Regions from separate parts of the Ovis aries genome. Here region 2 is linked to region 1. Evidence: chromatin contacts called from public Hi-C data. All regions are on one chromosome and are shown on one strand. Each heading gives the region's core, a stretch centred on a gene start, on an enhancer-like site or on the middle of the called end of the contact. The rest is flanking DNA. Distances are from core to core; before and after follow the strand shown. Region 1 holds the start of LOC114118715 (heterogeneous nuclear ribonucleoprotein A1-like). Region 2 holds the start of INSYN2B (inhibitory synaptic factor family member 2B).

Region 1 (5,034 bases), core at 910-3,409:
GGAAGGTAAACATCCTTCCCTTGATCTAAAAAAGCTTGAGAGAGTGAGACCCCAAGCTTGGGAACATGGTCCTCGTTTGTTTAAGGAGGATTTTTTTTTTAAACAGATAATGCCCAGTGACTTGGATTTAACCTGTGATTAGGACTTAGCATGAGCAGCCAGAGCTTTGCCACCTTGCTGAGCAGATACTTACTTTGAGGGCTTGGGGATCCTTTCTTTTAAAGAATCTTCCTAGGAATACAAATGGCCTCCACTTGTAGCCTAGGTATTCTCCAAGTTTCAGAGCCATATTGCTTTGTGAAAGAGAGAGATGTGCTTCTTGATGGCAGGTACACTCTGAGCTGACATGGGCAGGCTCCCTTTTCACCTAAGGTGTGTAGAGGGGCTGGGCCACTTTCTGGAGCTCCTGAAACCACAAGGGAGGGAATCTATAAGGGTACCATGCAAGCATTTTGTGCTCTCTTTTCCTGTCTAGGGTAACAGCTGAGAATGACTTCCTGCACAGCCTGCTGGGCAAAGTCACAGCCTCCAAGGGGGACAGCGGAGGGCAAGGTACAGTGCCTGCTGGCCAAGCAGGCTGGACCTGACTTCAGCTTGGGCTCTCCCTTGGTTCTATAGCAACCAGCTCAAACCCCTAGACTCTGGGAGACATAACCATCCTTCCAGACAGGCCATTATGAAGAGTGGGGTCTCGTGATCTACAGAGACGGAAGTCTCTACCTGAGAAATAGAAGGGAGGCATGTCCTTGTGCTGGAAGGGAGAGAGGAACTGGTGTATCCTGACTCTTTCCTGTGTGTCAGGCACTGTGAAATGTCTCCTTGTTTGCTTCCCTCCTTCCCACCGTCCTGTAAGACAGATGGGGTCAAGCCTACTTTACGCAGGTTGGGATTAGAGGGGTGTGATGAAGTGACGGAAGCTGCTCCTGCTAGAAGTAACGGGTGGGACTCAAACCAGAGGTGCCTCACTCCAGAGCTCTTGGCATCCCACCTTCTGGCCTCCCCCAGGGCTGGGCCACTGCGTCTGTGGCTACTTGTCTCTGCTTTCACAGTCTTCTCTGGAGAGAGAACGAGGGGCGAGACCATGGGAGGGAGAGGCTGGGGGGGCCCCTAGGAGTTGGCTCTTCATTTTGAGTGCTCCCTTCCAGGCCTCTGGGTGACCATGAAGATGCTCGTGGGTGACATCATTCAGATCCGCAAGGACTACCCACACCTCGTGGACAGGACGACCGTGGTGGCCAGGAAGCTGGGGTTCCCGGAGATCATCATGCCAGGTTCTCCTTCCCCCGGGAGGGGTTGGCGGTGGCCTAGCTGCTCTGATCCGTTTTCTTTTTCAACAGCCAGCTCCTTTCTTTTCTACTGCTTTTCTCTATTTCTTCCCCTGACGGCAACTGCTGAAAAGAGCTGTATATCCAGAACTACATGCATTTACAAAACAAACATAAACACACGAGTATATACACGTGCACTTCCCCTCACAAATGGAATCGCGCTTTATACACTTTCTGTCCCATTACTTGCTATTCTCTGCGCAGTGTTCTGCGACTGACTTATCACGTAATAGTTTACCATGGACATCCACTTCACTTCATGTGGGATAGTTTCGCTCTTTCTGGGGGTGAGTACGGTCATTCTCTTAAATTGTTAAGCGATTTTTTATTACAGAAATAGTCCACGCTTGTTGTAAAGTGTCCAATGACATGAAAAAGGGATGCAAGGAAACAGTGAAAGCTCTCTTAAATCTTTGTCTCCAAAAGTAACCACAACGATATATAGTTTCCAAATGTGTATGTAAAAAAAAAAAAAAAAAGTGAATGAGATTCTATACTAATACTCTTTTGAAACTTGCCTGTTGCCTTAAACTTGAGCCCAGTGCTTGTGCCCGTGACCAGTCTCTCTGACTAAGCCCTTCTTTCAGCAGCTGAGTCGTGCTCCACTGCAGTCACAGGTTACGTACGCCTGCCTTTACTAAGGCATCAGCTCCTGTGCGCTCCCTGCAGGGTTTTCAGCTATCACCACCCCCTCAACTCCTGAAGACCCTCCCTACCTTGTCCCTGGCCCTGTCCGTGTTACTTGGACACGTTCTGTCTCCTTCTGCACAGTAAAAGATCCATGGAGAGAACTGTCAGTGGTTGTTACTCATGCACCAAGATCAATCCAACTGAAGCTTTACTTTGCCTTCCCAGAAGGTGTCACTAGAGGATGAAACTTAAGTGATTTTTAATGGAGAGAAAAACATGCCCAATTGTGACCACCTCCCCTTTTGCAACTAGTTTCCTACTGTTCCTCCATCCTCTTGTCACCTTCTGCTCCTGTCTCCCTGATGAAGTGAAAATGCTTTCCCAAGTAGTTCTGATTTTAGTATCATTAACAGACGTCCGGGTGGGGCACTGCCACCAATCCCCCACTCCCTGCGCCCTCTGGTTGACGTCTCTCCCGCTGCACAGACTCCAACTCTTGTCTCCCTCCCTCTGCCCCAGGGGACGTCAGGAATGACATCTACATCACCCTCTTACAAGGCGACTTTGACAAGTACAGCAAGACCACACAGAGGAATGTGGAAGTGATCATGTGTGTGTGTGCGGAGGACGGCAAGACGCTGCCTGTAAGGGACCCTGCTGTTGCCCTGGGTGACAGGGCCCTCCTTTTCATTCTTGATCCTGCTCTCTAAGTGCCAGGTGCCTTCGGGGGGCGGTGCTGAGTAATGTGATACACACCTTTAGAGTCTGGCTGGCCCGGTAGCCCATAATAAGCCCTGGTGTGTTGCTGTTTCTTTACAGCAAAGCAGTTGGCTTTTCAGTGTCTGTCCCTTTCCTTTCATGACCTCTTATTCCTTTCTTGCTTGGCCTTAGTTTGTATGTTGGCTTTTTGCAGTTAAAAATGTTGTTTTTATTGCAACCTGAGCTAGTTTATTCAGGGAAAATACATGGCAGGAAAAAGGAACAGTACAGAGCCTTGGGCTGGTGTGAAGACACAGAATGTCCTCAAAACGGACATTGCCGACACTTAATCTAACTCCCCAGTGCTCAGCCAGACATTCTGGTGGAAAGCCTTACCCGTAAATTGGTCTCCAGAGGGCGGGCAGAGTGTATTCAGGAATGCAAAGCATATTGCTATAAATATTTATACAGCATATGTCCTGTACAATATTTGTCATGTGTGTTTACATTTATTTACTTATATTTCCTTTAAGGTTGTCAGCAGCTGTGTCCAGTGTGTGGGATGGTTTTGCTTTTCAATTGCTCCTTTTAGAGTACTTAGCAGAAAATAAAATCGGCTCTCAGCGGAAGTTTCAGCATGGGCAGATGTTCCTCTTAGGCCGCTGTAGGTGATCAGATAGCACAGGAGATGGGGGTGTGAGCGCAGATGGGTGTTCTGCTGTAGCTTGGGGCCCTAGAGCTCAGGCAGAGTTTTCTACCCTCCACCTACGAATAGCTGGCATTCATCGAGGCACTGCTCTATGCCAGAGATTGTGATAAGTATCCCCTGGAGAAGGAAATGGCAACCCACTCCAGTATTCTTGCCTAGGAAATCCCATGGACAGAGCAGCCTGGTGGTCTACAGTCCATGGGGTCACAAAGAATCACGTACAACGTAGCCAGTAAACAACAACAACAACAATGGCATGTGACAAGCATGATGCATTGCTATTATTTCCCCCATTTTTACAGCGGGGGAAACTAAACCCTTGTCAAGTGAAATAACTTTCCCAGGGTCATAGAGTTAGCATATGGCAGAGATGGGGTTTGGTTTAACATTCTAGGCCCTCTTATTAAACGGGTTTCCCTGGTGGCTCAGTGGTAAAGAATTCTGCCAATTCAGGAGACGCAAGTTCAATCCCTGGGTTGGAAAGATCCCCTGGAGGAGAAAATGGCAACCCACTCCAATAATCTTGCCTGGAGAATCCCAGAGGAGTCTGGTGGGCTACAGTCCATGGAGTCTCAAAGAGTCAGACATGACTGAGTGACTCACAGCAAACAACAAATAAGGCCTATAGATTAAAAGAATAGTCTCCAATTTATTTATCAGTTTAAAAATTAGGCTAATAACCACTTCTGTCAAATTCTAGGAAGATTCATAATTATTTTTTAAATTTAAACATATCCTTACAATTGCCTTTTTGTTGGGAAAGATTGGCTCCATTAATTAATAGTTGAGCAAAATCCAAGCATTTAAGTCATCCTCTTTTGGTTGGATTGTGAAACTTTTCTGAAAAATAAATAAGAAACACTTTGCTCAAAGAAACACAAAGGAAGAGCAGAGGGTTTTTATCTGAAAGGGAATTTGCATTTCACAAATATATAGACCATGCTTTGAAGTAAATTTTATCCAGCTACCTGTTGGAGAACTCTAACCTCAGCTTCATTTTTTTAAAACACTGATCCACTTGCCTTCAATGTTGCTGGAGGACAAATTAGAAGGAATAGTAATGGAAAAGCAGGCCCCTTATCTTGTTTCTAAAACATTTTTATCAATACTTCCACCTATGGTATCCTTTTGAGTCATATCCAACCAGGCTGAATAGATGCACTTATCAAAGATGAATATATAAGCAGATATTTTGGAGACTGAAATGGAGAGGTAACTGCAGGCACAGTGATAATTTATAGTTTCATCTATGAGGTAAGTTACGGGGGAGTTCAGTTGACTGACTATTGAAAATTGCTAAGGAAGCCTGTGGGAGGCCTTTCTTTCTTTACCTGCCGAAATAAAATACAATATTACTGCCTAATTAAGTGTCAGACAGCACACTCAAACATTCCTGTTTGGCACTGGTGGGTTCCTGTGGGAACAGCCCCCTTTAGGGCCATCAATTTCTCTTCTTGATCCTCGGAGGAGCAAGGTCAGTGGATAGAGTATGTTAGACGTGTCCTTGGCTCATGTTGAGGTCTCATCGACCATGCTCAGGAGGGCCTGTGGCAGAGACGTTAACAAGGTGGGCTCTGGGATCAACCTGTCAGTATTCAAATCCCAGCATTGCCTCCAATTAGCTCTGTGATCTTGGGCAAGTTTATGTATCTGTGAAAGAGGAAAAAA
Region 2 (5,034 bases), core at 1,095-3,594, 290 kb after region 1:
ACATTATTTGAAGTTACTATGGCAACATGTCACCAGCTGGCATCGCATAGTAATGCTGGCATTTAGGTAGCAAGCTCCCGAAGTGGGCTCTTTCCCTCCCTCTGAGATCGCGTCACTCCCACTAACCTCAGGTGGGGAGGGGTGCATTCGCATCCACCATGCCCCGCTCCCCTTGTTTTGTTAGGTCTTCAAGGCAGGGCAGACCGATCACCTCTTCCTGGTTCACTCAGCCCTGCAGGGTCCTAACCATGTGTGTAGGTGTGTTTGCTTTAGAAGAGGTTAAATAGATATGTTTGAGTGTTGTGCACCGAAATATTGGCCTTATCGATAGGAGGAGGAGGATGATGATGGTCATATGATAATCACAGTGGTTTTTCACTCAAAGGAGTAAACTGATTTGGAGAGGGCTACTCTCCTGATCTCAATCACCCAGTATCCCAGTTAATTAATACTAACGACACAATATTGGGTTTCTCATTTTCTCTTGCCATCACACACCGAAGAGACCCTGACTGTTTCCTTTGGAGCTTCAATTCTCTCCCAGGTGTGCAGGACCTCCCTGCTTACTGATGGGGTGAATTAATTAAGAGGATTGAATGTCGTGGATCACTGAAGAGGGTTCTATACGGCAAATAAGCCCTGCCACTCAAGGCGTTAAGTAGCCCCTCATCAGCCAAGTGCCGGCGATGATTGCATTTATTTTTACACATTTGACCTAGTTTCAAACCATGTCTCTTCATGCTGTGATTCATCAGCTACACTTTAAGCCACCCCAGATGGAGCTGAGGTGACTCTGCCTGGTCTGTGCCAGTATCGCAGATACTATTTCTCTCCGGAATTTAATGCGGATCCCCCTGCCATTCGGTTTTAAGAAGCAATTTCCTATCTGGGCAGCTGGAATGCTGCTCGGGTATGGGTGAGTGGCTGCCTCACACCTTGGTAGTAAATATCTGTTGACCACAAAATTTCCACCAAGGATGGCAAGAAGGACCTTCTAGGCAGCCTGAACAGCAGGGGGTCCACCTGCCCCTCTGTCCCCCAGGCTGCCTTCAGGCTTTGCCATGTTGCTGGCAGGGCTGGGAGTCTGGGCTCCAATGCTGTAAAGTTTGAGCAGTGCCAACATCAGGAAGGTCTGAGTTGCTACAGCAAATGCAGTCTGATCTTCTCCCCCACGCCCAACCCCTACAGCTCTTTCTAAACCTTCAGACATGGTGGATACGGAAGGTCTCAAACTTGTGAAAGGGGAAGAGGACCGGGAGCAAGAAGTGGCTTGCTGAGCTGAGGGCTCTGCTGAAAAGGGGATACCCGTGAGAGAGACACAGCATGATTCTGTCATTCTCTCATTGTGTGATGAACAGAGGTTTTGGGCTCTTAATTTAAATGACAAAGAGGAGCCTTTACTGAATTTGAACCTGCTGCTGGTGTCTCTTGCCGGTTCACAAATCAGTCAGTCACATGGGTGTGATTTCGGACAGACTTGATACTAAAGTGGGCTAGACACCATAGCAGGAAAAAAGAAAGCTTCCAGCTGGAAGTAAAGCACTGTCATTTCTCATTAACAGCCAAATGCAGGTAACTTGTCCAAACTTCAGTCACAGCACACTACAGATCCTGCTGGAAGGCACTCAGCCAGGTTTTTCTACGAGGTAGTTAGAATCAAGAGATGAACAAGCTGGTAAAAGTAATTTTGATTGATCAATGAACTGAACAAATCCTTATAAAAAGATAGTGGTTTCTTTCATAAAATAGTCACTCTCTCCAAATGAGACGGGCACGGGAATCCCCTTCCCCTTTTATTTTCATTTAAAACGAAGCATGGAAGTTTCTCTAAGGAAGGCTTAAGACAAGTAGCCTTTTCAAGATAATTTCCAGGCAACTTGACCTCTGAGGTTTGTTGCTTGCTTCCGCCACCCCCTTCAAATTCAAACAAGCCTTTGGAAATAACAAGCATTCCGGATCTGTATCTGTACATTTGGGGCAGCCTGCAGTTCCGACCATGGTGGATTTTCTGAGACACACACACACACACACACACACACACAAGCTCACAATCCCAGGGCTCATTTAAGCCCAAGCTTTAAAAGTAAACTATTATCCAAGAAATGATAGCATTTGCTCTGAAAGGATGATGGATCACAAAAAATAAAACCTACCCAGATCTCTTACCTTGAAGCAGTGGAATTACCTGCAGAGAATGCCCTTCCTTTCTTTGCAAAACGAGCCAGGCTTTGGCCAGCGGCAGAATTACTCCAAAGAAGAAATAATAAGTCCTTTATGTTGTAATTTTCACTGTTTATATGCAAGAAGTGTAGTGGGTCTGCTCACGTAGGAATAAATAAAAAGCCGAAAAAACTGCACGGCAGCTACCATGTGAAAAGGAAAGACCTCTAGTGGCCACTGGCTGAATTCTTGGAGGAAGCTCCTCACAGAAGAGATGGAGGGAGTAGAGGAGATACACACGTCTGTGCCCACCCCCCCCCCCCCCACCCCCCCACACACACACCTCTAACTCGGAAGATTCGTCCCCTCTTGCATCCAGCCTTGCTGGAAAGATAAACAATAATAAACTTGTTTCTTGGTTTCCGTGGGACTTGGTGAAGTTAGCAGTGATGGTGGCTTTCTGTCTGGTTTGAAAGGGATGGATAATTTCGCAGACTCACCAGTCCCCCGCTGGGGGCCTCAGCAGGCGGAAGGATTGGACTCCAGGGTGGCCAGGGCAGTTGACCCCCAGGGAGAAGGCTCCGGGTCCCAGTGCCCAGCAGTGTCGCCGCTGTTGCTCCTTGCACTCCTGCCAGCTCTGCGTGTTTTCTGAAGACTTGTGGTGCGTGTGCGTGGTGGTCACCCGTAGGAGCGCTGCCTTCCCTGGTGTGTGACCTGGTCCAGTGCTCAGAAGGGCCCTGTGGCTGTCTGTAAATTCTGAGGAATTTTTACAAGTAGTTTTCCATTTTCATTTTGTTCTGAGCCCCACAAATTACACAGCTAGTCCTGCTGACTGGGAAAGTATGCTATCCCTGAGGTCCTAATTGGGAAGAACCTAGAAGCAATTGAGAATCCATATCTTTGGGAGTTACTCTTGGGAACATGAACTGGAAGAACATTCAGTTGCCCTAAAGACTTGGTGGAGGAGTGCAGAAGGAGCTTCCTGGGGACATCGAGGCTGTTCCTTCTATCACTGTCACTGAACTGTAAACCTGGAATTGGGAGTTTTTTCACATTATAATTTTATAACAAAGGGAGAAGTTTTTTCATTTTTTGGTTTTAGCAGTTTTTTTTTTTTTTTTGACAAAGATAGTAGTTTGTGATACAGATATAATACTTGGTTCAAACACAACACTTCCAGACCCACAGCTATGGTGTGTTATATCTGACACCCTTTAGCAGTGGGGATCCCTGGAGACACTTGCATCACCCCAAGCTTCCCATCCACCACAGGCTTGCCCTGGGCAGGGAACTTCCTTTGATTAAGTTGGCAGCCTAGGGGACTCTTGCAGGAGACACTCTGGAGTGCCTTTCCCCAGCTGGAGGGTGAATGGTCACTGCTTGCCTTACCAGGTTCCCAGAGGAGATACCCTCAATTCTGCTGGCAGACGTTAGCCCTGACAGCTGCTGGCTTCTCACTCACTGGCTGATTCATGGTCCAACCACCGATGCTCCTGCAGGGAACTTCAGTGTGCTCAAGGCACCGTAGAGGCCACTGATCCTACGATGCATCTCTGGGGTTAGACATGGGTGGATTATTGTCCCGCTTTACAGGCGGAACAATTGGAGATTAGACATGTAAAATTATTTACCAGAAAATCAGTTGTCTTCAGAATGTTGATACAAGCTGGATCTCCTGACATCAATACAGTGCTCTTTTCCCAATGTAAAGCAACTGCAGAGGCAACGAGTCGGGTCCTTATTGTCTATATAATAGGAGCTCCTATTATAGTCCTAGGCACATAATAGGTGTTTGAGAAACACTTTTGTGGATGAGTGAGCTGATGAGTAAGCCATAAGGAGACATTTACTCTTAGAGAAGTTTCACATGCCCATCTGCTGAGAAGAAATTCTCCACCCCTAGAGGGGGTGGGTTGGAGAGGGGTTACACTGGCAGCCTGTGATGGAAAGATGTTTTCCAGTCTGAAGTCAAGTAGACGGAGAAAGTGAACCTCATGGTCCACCTCTCCACTGTCTCATGGCACTTTTATTTCTTGCAGAGTCACTTTGTCGCATGTATGACAGCCATCTTAAACCAGATGGGCGACCAGCACTATTCCTTCTATATTGAGACCTTCCAGACCAGCTCGGAACTTGTGGTGAGTGTACAGAATGCTTTGGGGCAGTGTTGGGAGACACGCTGTACTCTTTAGATTCTTGAGAGTTTAGAGCAAGAAGATCTTCCCATGAACCTTACGTGTGTGTGGGTCTAAGTTTGCAGAAATGTTCGTGCGCTTCCCTGTTTCTCACTCCCATTTAGGTTTGTATATATCACTCCTGAAATACATCTTCAGCCCATGTCAGATGTGAGCCCTGAGTGTCTAGTCTACATGGGACTTGAAACCATATTTGTTGATGAATCATAGACATTTTGAGGCTTAAGAGCATGAGTATTGGAGTCACATGGTCTTGGGTTTGAATCCAGGATTTGTCACTGAGACTGTGGGCTACTTAACCTTTCTTAAGCCTCAGTTTACCCGTCTGTGAAGTGGGGATCATACCATTTATGTCACGGTATTGTGAAGGGATTAAATGAGAGCACAGTAGCTCTCACACTGTAGGAGTCCAGTAGAAGGCAGCCATCATTGTATTATAATAACACACGCGTAGAGAAGACTGGTCTCTGAGCCGTTTCCTCCTCTGGCCTCTCAGGATTCGTCTGCTATAGGACCGTCTGCTGTGGCGGATGGCTGGGGGGCTGTACCTCTGCAGCAGATGATTCATCAAAAGAAAGCCCAGCCCAAGCTGCCCCCGAGTGCAGCAGACACTTTACCCTCAGTATGGAACCTTTGTCACTGTCTTCTTATTACCGCCAGCTTCAGGGGTTCTGCTGCC

Evidence for each region. Hi-C and Micro-C count contacts between places; a contact is called where the count stands out from the background.
Region 2: a Hi-C map of hypothalamus shows a contact between it and region 1, with 4 times the contacts expected there. The contact joins the promoter of INSYN2B here to the promoter of LOC114118715 in region 1. A contact is called at or near these places in 2 of 16 Hi-C or Micro-C datasets (hypothalamus and skin fibroblasts).

The regions. Positions count from the first base shown.
Region 1 is chr16:1,781,241-1,786,274 of ARS-UI_Ramb_v3.0, forward strand. LOC114118715 (heterogeneous nuclear ribonucleoprotein A1-like) reads right to left here and starts at 2,160. Exons shown (of 5, transcript XM_042233650.2): 1 at 989-2,160; 2 at 194-406. It overlaps DOCK2 (dedicator of cytokinesis 2), which reads left to right. Exons shown (of 52, transcript XM_042233648.1): 12 at 476-552; 13 at 1,146-1,271; 14 at 2,478-2,602.
Region 2 is chr16:2,070,338-2,075,371 of ARS-UI_Ramb_v3.0, forward strand. It overlaps INSYN2B (inhibitory synaptic factor family member 2B), which reads right to left and starts at 2,345. Exons shown (of 4, transcript XM_042233649.2): 1 at 2,167-2,345. DOCK2 (dedicator of cytokinesis 2) reads left to right here. Exons shown (of 52, transcript XM_042233648.1): 28 at 4,200-4,298.